2 separate regions of the Mus musculus genome follow, and region 2 is linked to region 1. Evidence: chromatin contacts called from public HiChIP or PLAC-seq data. All regions are on one chromosome and are shown on one strand. The core of a region is the stretch at or near the end of the contact, and the rest is flanking DNA. Distances in the headings are between cores, read along the strand shown.

What was found. HiChIP or PLAC-seq counts read pairs in DNA pulled down with a chosen protein or histone mark.
Region 2: an HNF4G HiChIP or PLAC-seq map of pancreatic cancer cells shows a contact between it and region 1. The contact joins the promoter of Mfsd13a here to the promoter of Armh3 in region 1. A contact is called at or near these places in 2 of 39 promoter capture datasets (both in liver), 3 of 115 datasets of contacts at active chromatin or transcription factors (bone marrow-derived macrophages, effector CD8 T cells and pancreatic cancer cells) and 2 of 9 other capture datasets (liver and pancreatic islet).

The regions. Positions count from the first base shown.
Region 1 is chr19:45,996,577-46,000,005 of GRCm38.p6, reverse strand. It overlaps Armh3 (armadillo-like helical domain containing 3), which reads left to right and starts at 1,518. Exons shown (of 26, transcript NM_198296.2): 1 at 1,518-1,590. It overlaps 4930505N22Rik (RIKEN cDNA 4930505N22 gene), which reads right to left and starts at 1,869. Exons shown (of 2, transcript NR_152221.1): 1 at 1,287-1,869.
Region 2 is chr19:46,355,118-46,358,546 of GRCm38.p6, reverse strand. Mfsd13a (major facilitator superfamily domain containing 13a) reads right to left here and starts at 1,667. Exons shown (of 9, transcript NM_029186.2): 1 at 1,563-1,667.

The DNA.
Region 1 (3,429 bases), core at 269-2,768:
GTTTTTTTTTTTGTTTGTTTGTTTTGCTTTTCCTTTCAGGTATTATTATCCTCAGTGTTAGCCTTGCCTTCGGCTCATCTTCTTCCCATTCCTAAGCCATCCTCTTTTTCTTGGCTTGAGCCGTTACTTCCAAGCCAATGGCTCTAAGGTATAATTTAGCTACAGTCTAATAGCTGGGCTGAGTACCAATAAACGGCATCTAGCAGTCTGCTAGATATTTCTGTCTGGACATCTATCAGGCATTTTGATCCTAATGTGCCCTTAATATCATCTTCCTGCCTAAAACAGTTTTTTCTCCAGGGGCCTTTTGTTGCTATAGGTCTCTTCCCATCTTTTTGTTTGTTTGCTTTTAAGACAAGGTTTCTCTGCATAATCCTGGCTGCCCTGGGACTTGCCCTGTAGATCAGGTTGGTCTAGAACTCCCAGAGATCTGCCTACTTCTGCCTTCAGGGTGCTGGGATTAAAGTCATGCAGCATTGCTGCCTGGCTACCCTTGCATCTCTTGACCAAGAGTTAGAGCCTTTGGAAACTGCACCTAATGACTAAATACAAATCATTTACCCCGATTATTCAAGGCATGGCTCCTTCCTCCCTCCCCTTTCTCCCTCTCTTCCATTTCCTTCTCTTTCTCTCCCCTTGTTTTTTTTTTTTTAATGTGTATGGATGCTCTGCCTTTATCTATGTGTACTTTGTGTGTGCCTGGTGCCCATAGAGGCCAGAGAAAGATGGGAGTTACAGGAATATGGGAGTAACAGACAGTTCTGAGTGCTGGGAATTGAACCTGGGACCTCTGTGAAAATAGCCAGTGTTCTTAATTGCTAAGCCATATCTCCAGTGTGTCTCTGTGACTGTATCTCTCTGTCTCTCTCCGGTGGATCTCTGAGTTTGAGGCCAGCTTGGTCTACAGAGCAAGTTTCAGGACAGCCAGGGCTACACAGACTTTTTCTCGGAAAACCTAAAAAAAAAAAAAAAAAAAAAGACAAGGTTTCTTGTTGCACAGGCTGCCCTTGAATTTGCTATAAAGATGGAGCTAATCTTGAACCTCTCATCCTCCTATCTCTGGTTCCCAAGGGTTGGGATTAACAGACGTGACACATCGTGCATGGCTATGTATATTCTTCTAGACTGCAGCTCCTCGCTCTCACCTGTGCTGGATAATTTTTTGTCAGCTTGATACAGGAATAATCATCCGAGAGAAGGGGACCCCAAATGAGAAAATACCTCCATAAGATTGGGTTGTAGGCTGGTCAGAATTTAAAATAACGAAAACAGCAACAACAACAAACCTCTACTAGAGCCGATTTAAAGCCAGTGACTTCAGGTGAAGGGCTAGTTCTCTCGCGGTGTCTGTTGGGAGTTGTAGTTTTTGCGATGCTTGCTGGGAATCGTGGTCTGAACCCGCTTCAGGAAGAGGGCGTGAAAGAACCTGAAGAGCGGAGGGTTTTAGGACCCGGCGGGGAGCGGCGGCCTGGGGGAAAAGTGTCGGGAGGTCGGGAACGCGCCCGTGATTCCGGAGCAGTGGCGGCGTCGCCGGAGTCGGGAGCGAGCAGGCCTGCGAGCTGCTAGGGTGCTAGAGAAGCCGGGGGCTCGGTAAGCGGCGCGGGCCCTGCCGGGTCCTCGAACCTGGCCGACCTCTGCGGGTCCGCCCTACTAGGCCTGGACGCAGAGGCGGCCCTGGGGGCGGGGCCTGAGTGTGCCGCGGCGACACGGGTGACAGAGCAAGGGGAGGGCTGCGGTTGCTGGGGCCGCTTGCTGTGGGAGGGTCGGGCCTGGGACCTCAGAGTCCGCCTCGCTGCCTTCGATCGCCCGCTACCGGCTGGGTCCGGCCTCTCGGAGGTCCCGCTGGGGCCTCGGGGACGCCGAGGCGCTGACCTTTGACCCCAGCGCGGGGCTGACCCCGAGCCGGTCGGCTCCTGGTGGAAAGCTGCGCCTCGGACGGGAGGTGGCCGGTCCCCGTGAAGTGTTCAGATGCCGGGTCCTGCGCTCTTCCGTTTTTAGCACCCACTTTTTGCAGAGTTAATAAACCCACTGCGCTTTCATGCGAGGAGTGTGTGCCAGCCAGGAAACCCACCCCTTCCCTCGTACGGTGAAGAATGATAGTCACTGGGGAAGTTGTCCCTGGCTAATGGGACAGTGGATATACTTCAGCCATGTCCTAATAAAATGTTGCGGGACTATCGGAACCTCCCCAACTTTTCTTTCTAGAAAAAGTTTTAAACTTAAGTGCATTTTCCTTGAAAATAGGGCAAGCATGGTGTTTAAACATGGCTAGTGTTAGAGCCATCATATGTGTAGCCTTAGGGCCCCTGGCCGGTTCAGAACTAGCTATGTAGACCAGGCTAACCTCGAACTTGTAGCGATCCTTCTGATTCTCCCTCCCAAATGCTGTGATTTCAGTGTACCTCACCAAGCTAGGCTTATCTCCTGCCCATGATTTAGGACAGAGTGACTTGAAATCTTCTTTGGTATGTTTTTGACTGAATGTTGTATGTATGGTCGTTTCCATGGAAACGCTTTCAAGATAGCAGATCTAAGAAAGGTTTTGATAACTTCTCTTCCAATAGTTAAGGAAGTCATTCTTTTCTTAATGAATTAGCAAGCCTTTAATGTGTTCTTATTATGACAGTCATTGTACCTTGTCATGTTTACATTTTTTTGCCTCCCAAGACAGGGTTTCTCTGTGTAGCCCTTGCTGTTAACTCTCTTTGTAGACCAAACTGGCCTCCAACTTAGACCTGCCTGAAATACACATTGAGTTCAAGGCCAGCCTGAACAGCTTAGCGCGGGCTCACACACACACACACACACACACACAATAAAAACAAAACCCAAAAAACTAAAACCAAAACCCACCAAAAATGAAAACAAACCCTGGATAACAACTTAGAACCCAGAATCTGGGATGCGGAGGTGGCTCAGAGGTTTAAGAGCACTTCCTGCTTTTTCAGAAGATCCAAATATGGCTTCCAGCTCCCACACTAGCTAGCTCCTGGCTCACAGGTACCTGTAACTGGCTTCTGTGGGTACTTGCACTCAAACACACATCCACACACAGACACACATATTAAAAAACAATAGCATGGGGTTGGAGAGATGGTTCAGTGGTTAAGAGCACTGACTGCTCTTCTAGAGGTGCTGAGTTCAATTCCCAGCGACCACATGGTGGCTCACAACCATCTGGAATGGGATCCGATTCCCTCTTCTGCTGTGTCTGAAGACACCTACAGCTACAGTATACTCATATAAATAAATCTTTAAAAAAACACAACAACATTAAAAAAATCAGGAAAAATAATAACAGAAACCAACCCAGAATTTGGGGTTTCACACAGCACAGTTTAGGGATCCATAAAACTAGGAAAATGTGACCAAATAACAAATGGATTCAGGGATGTGAGGGTAAATGTTGCTTCAGCACTCATTGAACAC
Region 2 (3,429 bases), core at 418-2,917, 360 kb before region 1:
AAGGGCAGTCACAGGAAAACAAACACCCACAGCCCACTCTAGGTGCTCTGATTGGCTGTGGGGTTTGGAGAAGCAGTAGCAACCTCGAACCCTATAGCAAACCTGTGCATTGAGGCTGCAGATGTACGAGGGCAGTGTTGGTAAAAGCCAGCAGTAAGTTACAACCCTTTCACCCAGGACACAGTACCAAGCTAAGAAAACAAGGGCAGAATGTGACCCAGGTAGTAGTAAAAGGGGCCAGACTAAAAAGGGAGTTTGTAAGCCTCCACCAAGCTTCTATCAAGATGGAAGACACCCGCTGAGGGTAGGAGACACAAAAGCATTTCTCTCTTGAGGAGCCCTTCGGAGATACTTCAAGATCCTTCTCCTAGCAGTCCACTCTCCAAGGTTTCTGGGAGATTAACAACAGGAAAGATTGGCCAACCGCAGCAACCTCTGGTGACAGAGTACAATTGAGGGAGGAAACCAAGGAGTAACCGGCTGGGCCCGGAAGGAAGACTATCAGGAGGAGGAGGGTAGGCGGTTCCCACTCCCTTCAGGAGGGAGCCTGTAGAGACCACAGAGGGGAAAAACTACTAAGTAATACTGTATGTATCAGCAGTGCTTGGGTCAAGGATGAACGCTATCCTCACGTAGCCACAAAACTTGTTCCCACGTCTGTGGAAAAAGCAAATCTGTTTGCTGCCTGTCCTGCCAGTATCGAATGAGCAGGTGGAATTTCAAGTCATAATAACAAAGCAAATACTAGGCGTGTCATTTTCTCAGCAAGCTGCTGACTGGATTGTTAGCTGTTTCACTCCCTGGTCAGTCTCCGCAGAATGAAGGAGCCCGCAGGAGAGTTGTTGAAGGAGCCCGACTCTCTCCCGCGAGTTAACAGGTTCACCCTCCTCGGATGGAAAATGGAGTTTTCACCCATTGCCAGAGGGACTTTCTCGGTCCTTCACAGGATTTTATGGTGGCACGAAAGTGTCAGAGCCGACTCACCTCAGAATCGCTGGCCACTTCTAAGTCTCTGAGGAATTAACTGGGAATCAACCCAGGAGCTTTCTACTCAGAAACACGTGTAGTGGTTTTCATTTCGTTTGCACATTACCTGAAGAGCTAGCTATTCTAGAACACCTAGGCTCGGACCTCGCTCAGACCTCTAAAATTGGGATCTCTGGAGGTGATGCCCAGCATCTTTTAAACTATCCAGTGGTTCTACTCTGCTACCAGGTTTAAGGGCCACTAGGTCAATGAGTGAATCCCGGCCTGAACCATTGCATCCATGAACTCAGATTCCTCAAGGAGCAACCTGGACGGTGCATCCCCTTTTCTTACCCCAACAGAGACCTTCAGCGGGGATTCTACACTTGCCCCTTGGTCCCAATTCCTCCTGACCCCAGAATTTTCCAATCCATAATCTGGCACCTTAAGGAACCGCGCAAAGTGTCCCAATGACTCAAACAGCGCAACGCATTCCCGCCCCACCCTCGGGCTGGTCCTTTGTATCAGATCAGCCCCGGGGTCCGGCCCGCTCCTCCGGGACCGGAGAGGTCCTGGGCCGTGGGCCAGCAGCTCACCGCAATCCTGGCAGACGATGCCTAATTCCGCGGCAGCGGGGGAGCCAGGTGCCAGCCAGTGCGCCTGCGCGCTAGCAGCCTTGGGCTTCCCCAGTCTCTCCCTCCGCCCCTTCCCAGCTATTGGCTCCGCACGGCTCTCCCGATAGCAGCTCGGGCAGGTGACCGCGCCTGAGGCTGTCGCTGCCATGTTTGTAATGGGCTATTTCCCTTAGGGACCCAAAAGAAAACGGGCATCAGGCAACAGGGGCAGGTTGCCTGGATTCCTGAAGTACTTATCTCCTCTCTCTTACCTCCACGAAAACTGTCATTTCAGCTCAAAGCAAGTTCCTCTTGGGGACTCTCCCTTCTCTTCCCCGATCCTAATTTCAGAAGATGAGAATTTAGCAGAGACTACCTACGGCTGGATTGTGAGCCTGCGAGTGCAAAGTCCAGCTTGAGCTGTGGGCATGAGGAATCAAAGGAATGGAGAGCCAGGGCAGGAGATGGTAGACACAGGCACTTGGCCATTAACCCACAACCCATGCTGCCCGACTTCTTTGTAGTGGTAGTAATAAGAATTAGAAGACGAAGCCGGGCGTGGTGGCGCATGCCTTTAATCCTAGCACTTGGGAGGCAGAGGCAGGCGGATTTCTGAGTTGGAGGCCATCTTGTCTACAGAGTGAGTTCCAGGACAGCCAGGGCTACACAAAGAAACCCTGTCTCGAAAAACCTAAAAAAAAAAAAAAAAAAAAAAAAAAAAACAAGAATTAGAAGAGGAAGTAATGCCTGATTGTGCCTTTCTGAAATTCCTGTTGTTGTTGTTGTTGTTGTTGTTGTTGTTGTTGTTGTTGTGGTGGTGGTGGTGGTGTTGTTTTACGAGACAGGGTTTCTCCATGTGGCTCTAGCTCTTCTGGAACTCACTATGTAGACCAGGCTGGCCTCGAACTCCCAAAGATCTGATAATTTCCACCTTCTGAGTGCCGAGGTTAAAGGCATAGTCTGTAATTCTTGCTACATAGAAGGCTAGCCTGTGCTGAATACAGAGTGAATTAAGGGCAATCCGGGCACTTTAAACCCTATCTCAAACTAAAAACAAAAACAGGGCTGGCGATACACACACATAAAAGAACTGCTCAGCCACCTACTATTATGTACTTTGCAGGATAGGTGCACCGTTCCAAATGCCTCTTCCTCAAATTATACATGGGAAGTAGATGCTATTATTTCCACTTACAGATGAAAATAACCACTGGGTGCTGGTGGCGGCTGCACATACCTTTAGTCTTGGCACTGGGAAGGCAGAGACAGGTGAATTTCTGCTTTCAAGGCCAGCCTGATCTACAAAGCAAGTCCCAGGAAAGGTAGGGCATACAGAGAAATCCCATCTCAAAAACCAACCAACCAAACAACCAACCAAGCAAAAACCCTGAAGTTCAGAGAAACAGTCAATGAATTGTTTCTGTTTTTCGAGACAGTGTTTCTCTCTTTAACAGCACTAGCTGCCCTAGAACTCATTTTCTAGTCCAGATTGGTCTTGAACTCACAGAGATCTTCATGCCTCTGCCTCCTAAGGGCTGGGATTAAAGATGTGCACCACCGTGCCCAGCCTTCAACAAATTTCATACAACCAGATGCCCAACCAGGTTAGACCAGACTTCTCTGGAGTCTCAGAGGAGTCCTTCCTCTTCCACACTTACTAGACCTTTAAAATCAAGTCTGTATGGCTCAGTCCAGTTTCTAAGCAATCAAATAGGACCCGCTGCTATCTGTTTGGTTTCCCTACTGTGTTGGTTTGTATATGCTCGGCCCAGGGAGTGGCACTATTAGAAGGTGTGGCCCTGTTGGAGCAGGTGTGTCACTATGGATGTGGGCTGTAAGACCCTCTTCC